5 separate regions of the Sus scrofa genome follow, and regions 1, 3, 4 and 5 are each linked to region 2. Evidence: chromatin contacts called from public Hi-C, HiChIP or PLAC-seq and promoter capture Hi-C data. All regions are on one chromosome and are shown on one strand. The core of a region is the stretch at or near the end of the contact, and the rest is flanking DNA. Distances in the headings are between cores, read along the strand shown.

What was found. Promoter capture Hi-C pulls out the DNA fragments that hold promoters and counts their contacts. A called contact is a pair of places that touch in the nucleus more often than the background predicts. HiChIP or PLAC-seq counts read pairs in DNA pulled down with a chosen protein or histone mark.
Region 1: a contact with region 2 is called in a promoter capture Hi-C map of liver, with 2.8 times the contacts expected there. The contact joins the promoter of MST1R here to the promoter of IP6K1 in region 2. A contact is called at or near these places in 5 of 5 promoter capture datasets (fetal liver, fetal skeletal muscle, liver and 1 more), 17 of 47 Hi-C or Micro-C datasets (alveolar macrophages, blood, brain and 10 more) and 2 of 2 datasets of contacts at active chromatin or transcription factors (alveolar macrophages and skeletal muscle).
Region 3: an H3K27ac HiChIP or PLAC-seq map of alveolar macrophages shows a contact between it and region 2. The contact joins the enhancer-like site here to the promoter of IP6K1 in region 2. A contact is called at or near these places in 3 of 5 promoter capture datasets (fetal liver, fetal skeletal muscle and liver), 4 of 47 Hi-C or Micro-C datasets (mesenteric adipose tissue, retroperitoneal adipose tissue and skeletal muscle) and 2 of 2 datasets of contacts at active chromatin or transcription factors (alveolar macrophages and skeletal muscle).
Region 4: a Hi-C map of liver shows a contact between it and region 2, with 2.1 times the contacts expected there. The contact joins the promoter of GMPPB here to the promoter of IP6K1 in region 2. A contact is called at or near these places in 3 of 5 promoter capture datasets (fetal liver and liver), 7 of 47 Hi-C or Micro-C datasets (alveolar macrophages, embryonic fibroblasts, fetal heart ventricle and 3 more) and 2 of 2 datasets of contacts at active chromatin or transcription factors (alveolar macrophages and skeletal muscle).
Region 5: a contact with region 2 is called in an H3K27ac HiChIP or PLAC-seq map of skeletal muscle. The contact joins the promoter of MST1 here to the promoter of IP6K1 in region 2. A contact is called at or near these places in 3 of 5 promoter capture datasets (fetal liver, fetal skeletal muscle and liver), 3 of 47 Hi-C or Micro-C datasets (embryonic fibroblasts, fetal heart ventricle and liver) and 2 of 2 datasets of contacts at active chromatin or transcription factors (alveolar macrophages and skeletal muscle).

Annotation. Positions count from the first base shown.
Region 1 is chr13:32,422,283-32,424,982 of Sscrofa11.1, reverse strand. It overlaps MST1R (macrophage-stimulating protein receptor), which reads left to right and starts at 1,369. Exons shown (of 19, transcript XR_002337520.1): 1 at 1,369-2,700.
Region 2 is chr13:32,318,686-32,321,385 of Sscrofa11.1, reverse strand. IP6K1 (inositol hexakisphosphate kinase 1) reads left to right here and starts at 1,381. Exons shown (of 5, transcript XM_021068778.1): 1 at 1,381-2,189.
Region 3 is chr13:32,405,944-32,408,643 of Sscrofa11.1, reverse strand. The region is part of intron 18 of MST1R (macrophage-stimulating protein receptor); the gene reads left to right. Among named protein-coding and RNA genes, the nearest start is that of CAMKV, 5.8 kb to the right of the region's middle. Within about 2 kb of position 1,278, at least 2 of the 83 cell types and tissues checked have an H3K27ac peak or open chromatin away from gene starts, as enhancers often do. A contact at or near this core is called in alveolar macrophages, where this site is marked.
Region 4 is chr13:32,251,838-32,254,537 of Sscrofa11.1, reverse strand. It overlaps GMPPB (GDP-mannose pyrophosphorylase B), which reads left to right and starts at 1,383. Exons shown (of 10, transcript NM_001244541.1): 1 at 1,383-1,508; 2 at 1,605-1,741; 3 at 1,867-1,947; 4 at 2,038-2,086; 5 at 2,225-2,367; 6 at 2,572-2,700. The coding sequence starts at 1,613. IP6K1 (inositol hexakisphosphate kinase 1) reads left to right here. Exons shown (of 5, transcript XM_021068778.1): 5 at 1-1,023.
Region 5 is chr13:32,218,657-32,221,356 of Sscrofa11.1, reverse strand. It overlaps MST1 (hepatocyte growth factor-like protein), which reads left to right and starts at 1,312. Exons shown (of 16, transcript XM_021068776.1): 1 at 1,312-1,557; 2 at 2,467-2,614; 3 at 2,686-2,700. The coding sequence starts at 1,464. The region is part of intron 1 of RNF123 (E3 ubiquitin-protein ligase RNF123); the gene reads right to left.

The sequences.
Region 1 (2,700 bases), core at 120-2,619, 100 kb before region 2:
GGAGTCTTTTTTTTTTTTTTTTTTTTTTTTTTGTCTTTCCTAGGGGCACACCTGCAGCATATGGAGGTTCCCAGGCTAGGGGTCTAATCGGAGCTGTAGCCGCAGGCCTACACTGCAGCCACAGCAATGTGGGATCCAAGCCGTGTCTGCGACCTACACCACAGCTCATGGCAATGCCGATCCTTAACCCACAGAGTGAGGCCAGGGATCGAACCCACAACCTCATGGTTCCTAATTGGATTCGTTAACAACAGCCACGACGGGAACTCCGGGAGTCATATTTTAAAGCTGCAGAGTGATGTGTCATGTTGTAGTTTGAGAGACCCCTCTGCTGCCCCTAAGATGATCCCTTCAGGTTGGAGAAAGAGGCTGGGGTAATGTTCAGAGGGAGAGAGAGCCCAAAGAGGGCAGAGTGGCTAGCACTCCTTCAAGGTGACAAATGCAAGGGCAGTCGGGCAGTTTCTAAGCTTGGTCAGATCTTGTGAGTTCAACTTGGAAGAGTGCTTGTACTCGGCACGCAAGACCCATCAGCTGACTACCCCCACATGGCTTACCTGCCCCCCTCCTGAAGGCTGAGTGGATAAGCAGGGAGAAAAAGGCACTCTGTGGACCTCTGCTGTCAAAGACCAAGGGTTTCTGAGAGGAGATGCCAGCCTGGGGGCAGTGAACATTTGGGCCACACGGCGGCAGCAGAGACCCAATTGTTGGCTGCTGCACCCCCACACCCTCACCCCCAAAACAGGTGAACAGGTGATTAAAGAGAGCCTGTGAGGTTTCCTCCCAAATCCCAGAAGTCTCTCCTAATTTCCTCAGTCAGAATAGGGGTCACAGGAACCCATGTCTCATCCCTAGGCAGAGAATGTTTCATTTTAGTCTTGCCCAGCGTGACTATCTTTAGACATGTTGATTGTGGAACATAGGAATGGTGCCATAACTTCTGATGTGTGTTTATTCATTTCCGGGCCAATTCTCGTTAAAGGAGGGAGTGTCTTTTATGTTGCCTCAGGCACAGTATCCTCTTAGCACTGGGAGTGGCCACCCAAGTGCTGTTCCTCTCTGTCACCAAATGCTCACTGAGCTCCAGCTTAAAGGGGTAGGGGAGTCCAGGATTAGAAATGGGGGAAGGGGGGAGTTCCCACTGTGGCTCAATGGTAATGAACCCGACTAGTATCCATGAGGATGTGGTTTCGATCCCTGGCCCTGCTCAGTGGGATAAGGATCCAGTGTTGCCGTGAGCTGTGGGTGTAGGTCTCAGACACTGCTTGGACCTGGCGTTGCTGTGGCTGTGGTGTAGGCCAGCAGCTGCAGCTCCGATCTAACTCCTAGTCTGGGAACTTCCATATGCCACAGGTGCAGCCCTAAAAAGAAAAAAAGAAAAAGAAAGAAAAAGATAAAGAAAAAAAGGAATGAAGGCAGGGGATGTCAGGTATCTAGAGTAAACTGTGCACAGGGTCTGTGAGACCCACAAACTGCACCTGGCACTGCCTGGATCAGGTAGGCTTCCTGGAGGAGATGCCACCTAAGTTGCAAGAGAAGGAAGGTAAAAGCTTGCTCCTGAAGGAGGAACAAGGAGTCTGGATTGGGTGGTGAATAGAGGATATACATGTAGGGTCAGGAGCTCTGTTGGGCTGAGAGCTTCTCTCCCCACGACCGCCTTACCCTCCAAAGCTCTGGGACTCACAGTTCACGGGTCCTTCAGACCTCAGCCTAGGGCAACCTGGTGAAGATTACCCTCCCTCCAGGGTCCAGGCCCACCTGGCTGAGGGGGCTGTAAGGCTGAGAATGTCCCCTAAGGCCCCCCTCCAATGTTGGGGGGGCCAGTTACCAGGGAGCAGCTGCTGAAGTCCAGGTAAGAGGTGTCAAGAGCAGACCTAGGGTGACTTCCCTCCCCCTGCCTCATACCTCTCAGAGCCTGGAGAGAGAACTCTGGGCAACCACCCAGTTAGAACTACATCCTCATCTCAGAGACCGAGAGACTGAGTCCCAGCCTGGCTTCAGAGCAGGTTAGAGGTCCCCTGGGAGCCAAAGCCCATGTTTCCACCATACCAGGGAGGCACTGGAGCAGAGCCAGGAACAAAGGCCAGCATTGCATATTTTGTTGTCCTCATCCTACAGCTGCCACCTACTGAGGCAGTGGTGGACGGACCAGAGCTAGGGTTGGGCCTCCACATAAGCTGCTTCTCCTTTGACTCTAATGTCCAACCAGCAGGACATTACAACTTCTACTCCCTGGGTGGGCAGGGTGCAATGCACTGTCCTCTGACAGCGTCCTGTAGCTGTCAGCCCAGGGCAGGCCCACAGAGGAATAGTTCCTGCCTAAGCGAGGGTAGTGCCACTCCTGGGGTCTCCCCACACTTCCCCTCTGGTTCTCCACACATTGGTGGTCTCTGTTTCCCACACGGTGGGTCCACCAGGCCCTGCCCAGAAACAAGGGTCTGAGGATGTTGTAATATCCTGGAGCCAAGAGAAGAAATAGACCAGGTGGTCCTCAAAGTGCTGGGGCAGCCCCCCCACCCCGCCCCTTCACTTCCTCCTTGTCGGTCGTGGTGGGGGGAGTGGAGGCAGAACAGGAAGGCTCAGACCTACTTAACCTCTTTCCAGGTCACTCCAGCACAACCATCCAGAGGCCATAGAGAAAAAGGCGCCCAGGAGTAGATGCAGGACTCAGGCTTCAGATTGCGGGAAGAGTCGCACCGGCTG
Region 2 (2,700 bases), core at 132-2,631:
AGAGGACCTTCCTTCCTAAACCAGGTATGGTACCCCAGGGGGAGGAAGAAGCTGAGTACCTTCTTGGGGGGGGGGGAGACATGTTTCAAAAGGTGTTCCCACTTGTGACTCAGCAGGTTACAAACCCGACAGTGTCCATGAGAATGCAGGTTCAATCCCTGGCCTCACTCGGTGGGTTAAGAATCCAGTGTGGCCACAAGCTGTGGTGTAAGTCACAGATGCAGCTCGGATCCTGTTTGGCTGTGGTGTAGGCTGGCAGCTGCAGCTCAGATTAGACCCCTAGCCTGGGAACTTCCACATGCTGCAGGTGTGGCCATAAAAAAAAAAGTAAACAAGAAAACATACTTCATGTTACTTCCAATAAAGTGAGGGTGTTGGAACTGGGCTCAGGCAACTTGACAGCAGGTTGTTACTGGGAGTGATTGCAGGTGGACTCTTCCTGAGCACTTACTCTCCTCTAATGGCTCATTAAATGTTCATCTCTGAGGAGCTTATTTCTAACCTCATTTCACAGATGGGCCAATCAACCCTCAAAACTCATAAAGCTAGCTGGTCTGGGCGCTTGGGGTGGGTCAGGCTGTGCGACTGTATCTGAAGTCAAGCCTAGGGTTGAGCGCTCTACATGGGGGATAACTATCTTCCTATCTTCCTAGTTAGCCTCGGTGGCAGATCATGACAATCCAGGGCAAAATATGCTGTTATAAGAACAGAAGATGAGATAGATGCTCTAGGGCAGGATGAAATAATGCTTGCTCTGTGCCAGGGATTGTGCTGGGTACTGAACGCCAGGCAGAAGGACAAACAGGGGCAAAGGATCAGGGACGGGTGGAGCTGCACACAAGGTTGCACCACAGGACTAAAGGCAAAGCTGAGGAAGCCACTGGGAAGAGAGCATTATACACAGCAGCCAGTAGAGACATTGAAACCCAGGGCTTCCATTTCCTGAGGTGGCCTAACCTTGGCCTGGCCTCTCACTCTGAGCCTGTTTCCTCACCAGTGAGGGACAAGTCCTGCCTTCTAGGGTGGGTGACAAAAAAAGCACAAGGCACACAGCCAGTACCCCCTAAGTGTGCACGTATGTATGAGAAGACGCTGCCGGTTCCACACGCGAGGCCCTCAAGCAAGGATGCCAAGGGCGCTTTGGCCTCGTAGTACCCAGCAAAAGCTCTGCCGCCAGCAACTCGGGGAACCGCGCGCATGCGCCAACCCGTGCCGTCACAGTCACGTGCTGAGCGTTCGGTACGGGCTGCAAGAGGCAGGCTCTGAGTGACAGGTAGGATGACCTGTCAGGGAGCGGTACTCGGGCAAAGCGGCTGTTGATTGGGGATATTCTCAGACAGAGGCGGGCTCTTTAACGTCCTGGTTACTATGACGCCCGGCCCCCGCCCCCTCGGCTGGCCGCCATCTTGTTGTTGATCCGTACCTAGTGGGCAGCGCCGGGAGCAGGACCGAGCGGCCGGTTCGGGGCCGCTGCTGCGGGGCTCAGCCACCTCCGCTGCCTGCCAGGGGGCGGGCCGAAACCTGGAGGCCCGGGGGGCCCACCTCCCGTGGGGAGCCGTGGGCACCCGCTGCCCGGGCCCGGCCGGTGAGTGACAGGAGCTGGGCTGAAAGACCAGCCTGACGCCGCGGGGCGGGCGGCGGCGGGCTTGGGGTTGGACCTGGCGCGCGCAGGGCAGGGGCATCGGCTGAGCATCGCTCGAGCGTCCTGACCGGCCGTCCTTGGAGCCTCCTAGATGCTGGCGCCGAGGCCGGAGGACAGCCTCGGGGTGGAGATCTGAGAGCCTCGCGCCCGAGGACCGGCCAGCGGGGTAGCGGGAAACTAGTTTTTCTGACCCAAGCCCTGGGCTCCGCTGACCGGCAGCATTGAAACGTGTCCAGTGCCAGCTTGATGCTCTCCGGGGTCTTGTGTTGTTCCGGGGTGAGAAGTACGCGTAACATTTTCTTAGATGTGACTTTGAAACCTCTTGAGACTGAGACTAGACGAAACATGCAAAAGCTCCCTCGAAGCAGGCAGGCCAGTGTGATAGCCCTGTGATTCTGACAGGGCGAAGGCCCTCTGCCCGACCCCTGACTCCTTGGAGTTCACCGTTTACTTCTTCCTCAAGGGCCTGGTTAAATGCCCATGATGACCGAATTTTATTTTGAGATAAAATTTGTTTGGCTTTGGAGCACCGCTGTTTGAAGTTGGGGTAAGTCTTCTTCTCTTTGCTCTGGGAGAAAGTGACTATTATGATGATGACTTGATTGATTTTATTTCCTAAAGAGAGATTTTGTCACTGTAGTCAGGACACAAAGGAAATGTAGGAGTATGTTAGAATCAGAAAAATAAATGAAACTTTTTTGTCTTTTGATTGGTATGGAACTGTCAAATTAAATTTTAAAAGAGTAAGTATGTCTTGCCCAATGAAAACAGACTGCCAGGCCGTTTTTTGTGAGGATAGGGGGGTTAGATACCCCGGGCAAGGTGTGCAAGTCTTGTAAGAGCTCTGAGTGCTCCACGGCACATTTTTCTTTCCCTGGGGTCCCTTGGATCCTCAGCACAGGCTCCTGTATATGGTCATACAGAAATCCTCTCTAGATGACTGAGACGTCAAGCAACAATACTTTGTGTACTTGTGTCAGGATCTTGTCATGTCAGAATATTTAATTTTGAAAGAAACCAGCTCCTTGGTCAGGAAATCTCTTTGGAGAAAATGCTGA
Region 3 (2,700 bases), core at 29-2,528, 87 kb before region 2:
AGGGTCTCCTTGGGCCCGGAACTGCCCCTCTGTTTTCTACCCATCTGCTGCTCACTCTGTCACCTCAGGCCAGTGGGAGGCCTATCACGGGGATCCAAAGGACTCTGAGGACAGGTGGGGAGGGCTTAAAAAGGAGACTCTTATGCTCAAGTGCTGGGGACTGAAGATTAAGACCCTATAAGCTGGACAGGGGTAGAGACGGGACGCCATCTGCCTGTTGGCCACTGCACCTCTGGTGCCCATGACTGCAGGCACAGAGGAGGATGTATGCTCTACCAGAGGTGCCTGGGCTCTCCCCACTTGTGTCACGCCTGAGGCCAGGGGAGAGGTGAGTGGATTGTCCTGGAGCACTCCCACAGCTGTGGTCCCTACATCAGCTGGAAAGGCCTGTTTTTATCCCTCCGACTTGCATTCTTCATGCCCTTGCCTCATCCTTGGGATCCAGGGGTCCCCACCCAGCTTCAGGCCCTGGGTGGGGACTGAGGAGAAGGCCCAGAGTCTTCTCTGAAGCTGAACTGAGGATCCTTCCCCACTGGGCCTCTGCAGCTTATGGGACCATGGGAATATCTGTTCATAGGAGAGGAGCTCAGAGAGGAAGGTGGTCTCTGGATGGGAAGGAAGCTTGGGCAGGAGAGGAGTCCCATAGACAGGAGATGGAGGAAGCACAAGGGGTGTCAGGTTTCCTGTGCGTCCAGAATGTGGGGCTTTGGGCCCCTTTCTGGGCCAAGGGTCTCCAGGGCAAGGATCCTCCAGGGAGCAGACACAGTTAAGCAGGTGCTTGACATAGGTGTACCCCTCTCCCTAATACTTCACCCCCAGACTCTGAACTCTTTTCTCAGAGCTACTTGATAGTCCTAAGTCCATCTAGAGAGCCAGGAGCTGGAATTGCTTCAGGGTTTCAAATTCCTGACTGGGCCACCAGAGGGAAGAGAAAGGGAGGGTTAGTTCTAGGCCCCCAGATGAGCTGGGGGCACCAGGAGTTTTCTGAGAGGCTTCCAGGGCTAGTGAAGGCTGGGCTGCCTTTCCCTTCGGGGAGGCCTGAGTAGTGGCCGGAGCAAGGAGAAGGTTGCTGGTGGCCATGGTGAGCCTGGGCCTGCCACTAGGGTGGGATAGGGTGAACACGGATTTCTCCCAGGGCTTAGGGAGTCCAGCCTTCCCATCGTGAGCTGTGCAGAGTGGGTATCAGCTCTTCTGCCTCATCTCCCTCCATCATAGCTCAGTGGGGCTGGGGTCAAGCAGGTGCCAATAAAGCCTGGGGGAAGTTCAGGATGGGAGCTGGGGCTGAGGAAGCACCAGATGACTCACACCCTCCTGATTGCCCATTGGTGTCACTGCTGTCTGGCACCAGGAGGGCATTATGGGGTACACTGACCTGCTTTGATGGGGGCCCAGGAGTCTGGTCTGAGATTCACCTTATGCAGAAGGCCCAGCCTTTCAGAGAATTTCCTCAGGGATCCAAAAGCTCTCTGGGGTCATACCTGAGGGCTGCAGACATAGCCCCATTTCAAACTCTGACACCTGTCTGGAACAGCAGCTTCATCAGTCATTCCCTCAGTGCAGCCCATGATATCCCAGGTCCACCTATAGTACTATTTCATGAACTAACTCCCTGCAACTGTAGAAGAGAGCAGGACTCCCCAGTGCCGGATGGGGCTGAGGGACATGGGTGCCGCTGTAAGTGTCTGAGACTTAGGAAAGCCTGGGTTGTGTCTCTTGCACTTATTCGCTCTGCCTGGAGAGAGGCAGCCCCAGGAATCAGTAGCTGAGCACTAATCTGGGATCTGCCAGGCTCTGATGAAAAACACCTTTTACTCCACACTAGGCTGGAGAGCTCTTCTCCATGAAGACCCCAGGAACCAAGCATCTCTTTACCCAGAGCCTCTGCTCTTCCCATGTGAGAGTCCATCCAGCTGGGAAGTGGTGCTACACTGGCCTAGATGACTTGGAGAACCACTCCCAGCATTTCCCATCTGGCACAAGGGGACCGGATGAGCCTCAGTCTCTCCCTCCATTCTTTTGGGGCTTGTTCCAATTGAGGTTTTTAACCCAATGAACATAGATTCCAAGAGAGCTGGCATGCTCATCTCTGGCTTATGGTGGCCCCCTGGGTAGGCTGCATTCTTCGGGTCTAAAGATGGTGACCTGGAGAATAACCTTCACACTTGTCCTCCCCTGGTGGCAGTCCTTGGCTCAAAGCTAGGCAGCAGGTGCCCAGTGGGTGGCAGAACCTGCCTGACCCAGTTCATTCCAGAGATGTGGCACTGGTCCCAGCCACCTTGCAATGACACCCTTGGACACTCTCAGAAACAACTTTTCTGGAGTTCCCACCATGGTATAGTGGGTTAAGAATAACTGCAGCAGCTCGGATCACTGTGGAGGCACAGGTTAATCTCCAGCCCTGCGCAGTGTGTTAAAGGATCTGGTGTCACCACAGTGGCAACATAGGTCACAGCTGCAGCTCGGATTCAATCCCTGGCCTGAGAACTTCCACATGCTGTCAGTGCAGCCATTAAAAAAAAAGAAAGAAAGAAAGAAACAACTGTTCCTCCAGAAACCCCATTCCCATCAGTCCATCCCAATAGGAACTCACATCCCCAGCCTCTATAAGGAGGGATGGCTCTGCTCCTGAGCCTCCCCATGGCCTCTGCATCTTGCTGTCTATTCCTTCAGTGCCCTGAGCATCCTCTGTCCCTGGTCCCA
Region 4 (2,700 bases), core at 134-2,633, 67 kb after region 2:
GTTTGGGGGCCAGCTGGGACCCCCTTGTTGGAACCTCTCCAGCCTGGGGATGTGCTGTACCTCCTGAGTTCCTATATTTTGGGAGCAGATGCTGCCCCCATTCTGCTCTTCATCACGAGAGGCTGTACCCACTTATAGTCAGCGTTTTCCTGGCATTGAGAAGAGCAGGGCTGGGATCTGCTGCTTCTCCCGCAGGGCAGGGTCCCTCCTTCTTTCAGCACTTTTAAACACTTGGGAGACCCAGCCTTGTTATCTGTTGAGTGGTGGGCATGCGCATCTGCACATGCTGTTTGCCACTATTTTGCCCTGCTCCATGCCAGAGAGCCCTGTCCCTGCCAGGCCCTGTTTCCCCAGCCCCAACTTGGGACCAAAGTGCAAGACGGGATCACTGGTTGGGGCGCTCAAGCGACCCCTCTGTGTAGTGCTTCCCTGGGCCAAGTCGACACCAGCCCCCTAGCGGGGTGGGATGGGCGGTGCTTAAAAGAAAGGGGACCAGTGTAGCAACATGCTGGGGACCCCACCCCTCTCATGTCCGGTCCTGTGCAGTGGGCGTGGGGTTTCTCCTAAGGGGCCAAAGGCCTGAGCTAGTTATGTAGCTGCTGCTCACTTGCTCACGGCTGGCCATGTGCACACTCCTAGATGCAGAATGCTTTGAACTTTAGAGCTGTTCAATTTGGTCTTTGTGCAGATTTAATGTTTTAGTGGAAAAAATTTGGGAGAATCCTGGGAAGGTCCTGGTTCCTTTGCTTCTCCGGGAACTGTAAGGCCTGGCCTCGAGGACCACTCTCTGCTCCACTTTGCTGGAAGCTGCCTAAGCCTGTCCACGCTGCCCGAGCCCTGCACCCGGATACTACACTTGGCTCCGGCCGTGTCCGGGCGCGGTTGCTTTTTCTTGGGACCTTGAGCGCGGGAGAGGGGGTGCTCGAGCCTTGGGCCGAACCTGCCCCTTTCCGTACACCTAGCGCTGCCCGCCCCGCTTGTGTCTGAGGTCGTGTATGTCAAAATAAAGCCGCTAGAAACTGAGGCGTGTCCGTGTCTTTGAAAAAAAAACAAACCCAGAAACTCGGGGTGGACTGGCCTAGCCCAGCCCGGCCTCCTCGCGCCCTCGGCCCCGCCCCAGTTCCTCCGGCAGGGCGGGGCCGGAAGCGGCTGGGGTGCGGCTGACCTGGGCCCGAGAGGACGGAAGCCTCGCCTGCGGCGCGAGCTCCGCCTTTGGATCCGCCAATGGCAAGCCGACCCGCGGATCCGGTCCCGGTCGCCATGGCAGCCAGGCGCGCTCCGCTCTCATTGGCTGAGTCTGCCGGAATACCGCGTCGCGGCGACCCGACGCCGATGGCCGTGCCACGTATGCCGCAGCTGATTGGCCCGCCCGGGCTCCCGTCATACACTGGCGGACGCCAGCCAGAGTTGGCAGCTCGCTGCTCTCGCTTCGGCGTCGCGTACTAGCTTGCCGCTGACTTGGACTTAGCGTCGACGCGGACTGGGCGGACAAGGCAGAACAAGAGTTGGTCAGTCTGGAGCGTGAAGGGAGCGGGAGGGTGTCATAGGGGTCGGCTGGGCGGGCCGCGGACACCTCGGAGCCCGGGACTCACTCTGGCCTCCAGCAGGCGCAATGAAGGCACTGATCCTGGTGGGTGGCTACGGGACGCGCCTGCGGCCGCTGACGCTAAGCATACCGAAGCCGCTGGTGGATTTCTGCAATAAGCCCATTTTGCTGCATCAAGTGGAGGCGCTGGCCTCGGTAAGGCCCAGGGACGGGGTCTTGGTGGGATTTGGCAGGGTGAGGGACGGCCAGCGACAGGAGGGCAGGGATCCCTGTGCCTTCGGCTGAGCCCGCCTGAAGGCCGGCACTGTTCATTCCCACAGGCAGGCGTGGATCACGTGATTCTGGCCGTGAGCTATATGTCTCAGATGTTGGAGAAGGAAATGAAAGCACAGGAGCAAAGGGTGAGGCACGGATTCTTGGCTTTTTCCCTTGGTCCCCGCTCAGCTTCCCACCCTAGTAGGAGAAACCTAACGGGGCCTTCTTCCTTCCAGCTAGGAATCCGAATCTCCATGTCCCATGAAGAGGAGCCTTTGGGAACAGGTCAGTAGAGACAAGAAGGTTCCTTGGGGAGGGTTTAGGGCCAGGAGAGGGGCAAGACTCTGTCTGCATGGGGCTTGCTGAGCCTGGGTCCAGAGGCTCAGACCTGGAAGATGATGGTGACCTCTTGCTCTTCCCCAGCTGGACCCCTGGCACTGGCCCGTGACCTGCTCTCTGAGACTGCGGAGCCTTTTTTTGTTCTGAACAGTGATGTGATCTGCGATTTTCCCTTCCAAGCCATGGTGCAGTTCCACCGCCACCATGGCCAAGAGGGCTCCATTCTGGTAAGGAAACAGGTCTTTCTTCTCCGATAACCCACCCCACCCCAGCCTCTCTCACCTCCCAGCTTTGAATTGCCCCAATGTTTTGGGTGCAGAACCATGCAGTATGTGCCTTTATGCATCTGGGGGCACAATCCCAGATATAAGACACCATGTACCTCAAGACTCAGGAGCCCTGGACTAGGTCTGAGGTCCCCCTGCACTCAGGTGACCAAAGTGGAGGAGCCCTCTAAGTATGGTGTGGTGGTGTGTGAGGCTGATACAGGCCGTATTCACCGGTTCGTGGAGAAGCCACAGGTGTTTGTGTCCAACAAGATCAATGCAGGCATGTACATC
Region 5 (2,700 bases), core at 63-2,562, 100 kb after region 2:
AGGTCCTCTAGCTCCTGCCACACACCCTTGCCCACTCACAGTGCACACCACGCCTGCCCCTTGGGAAAGTGACTCTCGCCCTGATGCCCACCACTGGCCCTCTCACACCAAAGCAGGTGCAGGACAGATTAGACGTGGTCACTGATCTGATGAGCAAACCTTCCAGACATCCACTCGGGGTGTCAGGTGCTGAGGATACAGGTGAGAGGTGGACCTTGGCTTGGCTCGGGGGTCCCTGCCACGTAGACCCTGGTCAGCCCCGCCGGGGGATCAGGGCTCAGAACCAAACCGACCCCACCTAGGAGCCCAAGGACGCGAGGGTAGCGCTTCTCTTCCCGAAGTCGTCTCCGCCCGGCCTCAAGCTCCAGAGGCTCTTCCAGGCCAGCTCCAGCCTAGAGTCCTGCACCACGGGCTGCAACCCCCTGCACGGGAAGCACCCTCATGCTAGACTGGCCGGGCCGCAACGGAAGCTGCGGGGACCCGCCCCTCTTGGGCCCCCGTCGCCCCTCACTCACCCCCAGCCTCGGCCGTGGCGTCCCGGCTCACAACATCCGCCCAGCCTCTCGCCTACGGCGCCCGTTCAGGGCCAAACCGCGATTCTGCCGCGCAAGCGCATCGGCCCGCGCCCGGCCTCCGCCAGAGGGCGCCACCTGCAGCCTCCAGCTGGAATGTCCCGGCCCCTGCCTTTTGCCCAACCGCCTCACTGCCCAAATGCCTCCGACCCTCGTCTACTTAGGAGGCGCTCCTAGCCCAGTCTTGTCGCCACGCTGAGTCCTAGGAGACCTTGGCCTCCTACCTCAACTCCTACCGGTATTTGGAGGCCCAGCCCAGAGGTCCCCTCGGACGTCTGAAAGGCTGCTCCTCCCAGGGTCCCTGGTACCTGTCAGCCTCACTTCCATTCAGGCCAGACAAATGACCTCGCTCATCTTCCCTGGGATAGCATCTCTGGCAGAGCAAGGGGAGCTCGGTGGGCTCTGCTGCCAGGGGTGTGGGTCGACCTGCCTCCAGCTGGGGCTAAGTCAGCAAAAGGGGTAAGCTGCTTAGGGGGTTGGGTAGGGAACTTGACTTTACAGGAGAAAAGTTGAGGCTCAGAAAAGTTAAATATCACCACTTATGCTGGGGGCTGGGGGCTGAGGGCTGGAACCCGGCTCTGGCAGCAACCCCATACACACTGCTCTTCCTTTCAGAGCAGCCTAGGCTGTAGGGATGCCCCTGCCCTTCCCCAGCCCCAGCACCTCAGGTGTCCCCATTAAACCTTTCCAACACTGTCCACTACATAGGGAGGCCTCTTGGGAGCTAGCTGTGCCAGAGCGAAGACACTTGTACCTCACCTAGGGGGCCTGAGGTCTGGCACCACCCCTATTCCTGCCACTGGGTTTCAGGTCAGGCCCCAGCAGGCCTTGAGTGGGGGTGTGGAGCCAGAGCCACCCAATCCCGTAGGGACTAGTTTCACAACTTCCCGGATGGGGCTGTGGTGGGTCACAGTGCAGTCTCCAGCCAGGAGGATGGGGTGGCTCCCACTCCTGCTGCTTCTGACGCAGTGCTCAGGGGCCCCTGGTAAGTGCTCTTCCCCCTCACCCCCAGCCCTGATCCCCGCCTGCATTCAGAAAGGGGTTGGCCCTAGGCCCATCCCGCTATTCCAGCCAGAAACTTACTTTCCTACTGGGCATGGAGCAGTGAGCAACCTTAGCTTCTTGAGCAGAGCTGGGCAGCCCCAGGAACACATAAACACACTGCCTATTCTGGCCTACACTAAAACATCTGCTGCAGGAGTTCCCATTGTGGCTCAGTGGAAAGGCATCCGACTGGGGACCATGAGGTTGTGGGTTCGATCCCTAGCCCCATTCAGTGGATTAAGGATCTGGCATTGCCGTGAGCTGTGGTATAGGCTGCAGATGCGGCTTGGATCTGGCATTGCTGTGGCTCTGGTGTAGGCCAGCGGCTACAGCTCCGATTAGACCCCTAGCCTGGGAACTTCCATATGCTGCAGGTGTGTCCCTAAAAAAAAAGTCTGCTGCAGCATTGAGGCAGTGTTAGGACCACACACGCAGGCAGTAATCTCTCATAAGACTGATCTAACCCTCTAGCAGATGCCCTTACCCTGATGAGAGCCTATACTTGGAGTCAGAATACTTGGGTTTGGCTTCCGCCTATTTAGTATGATAACTCCAACCGTTACCATTCTTATCTGAGAAATGAGAGGAGCCAAGCCCCATAGGGCAAGCACCATCACCTGCTACTCTCGTAGAGTATATGTTTTACATCTGAGCCTAGTGCCTTGCCCATTAAACAAGCGTACTAGTGATAACTACCATGTGTGGGCCTGCTTCTCCCACCCCATACAGGGGTTTGACCCTTGAATGGACCCACAGGATCCATGAGAGAGGCCATGCAGTTTGATTTCCTGAATGAATAAAGTGTGGATGTGCTGATATTCACATGATGCTACAAATATCCACCCTGCAGGGCAGCGCTCGCCCTTAAATGACTTCCAGGTGCTCCCGGGTACTGAGCTGCAACACCTGCTACATGCAGTGGGGCCTGGGTCTTGGCAAGAGGATGTGGCAGATGCTGAGGAGTGTGCAGGGCGTTGTGGGCCCCTGATGGACTGCAGGTAAGAGGCCACAATATCCAGATAAAACTGGGTATAGGGGCACCAGGTGACCTTATGCCTCCCCCTCCCAGGGCCTTCCACTACAA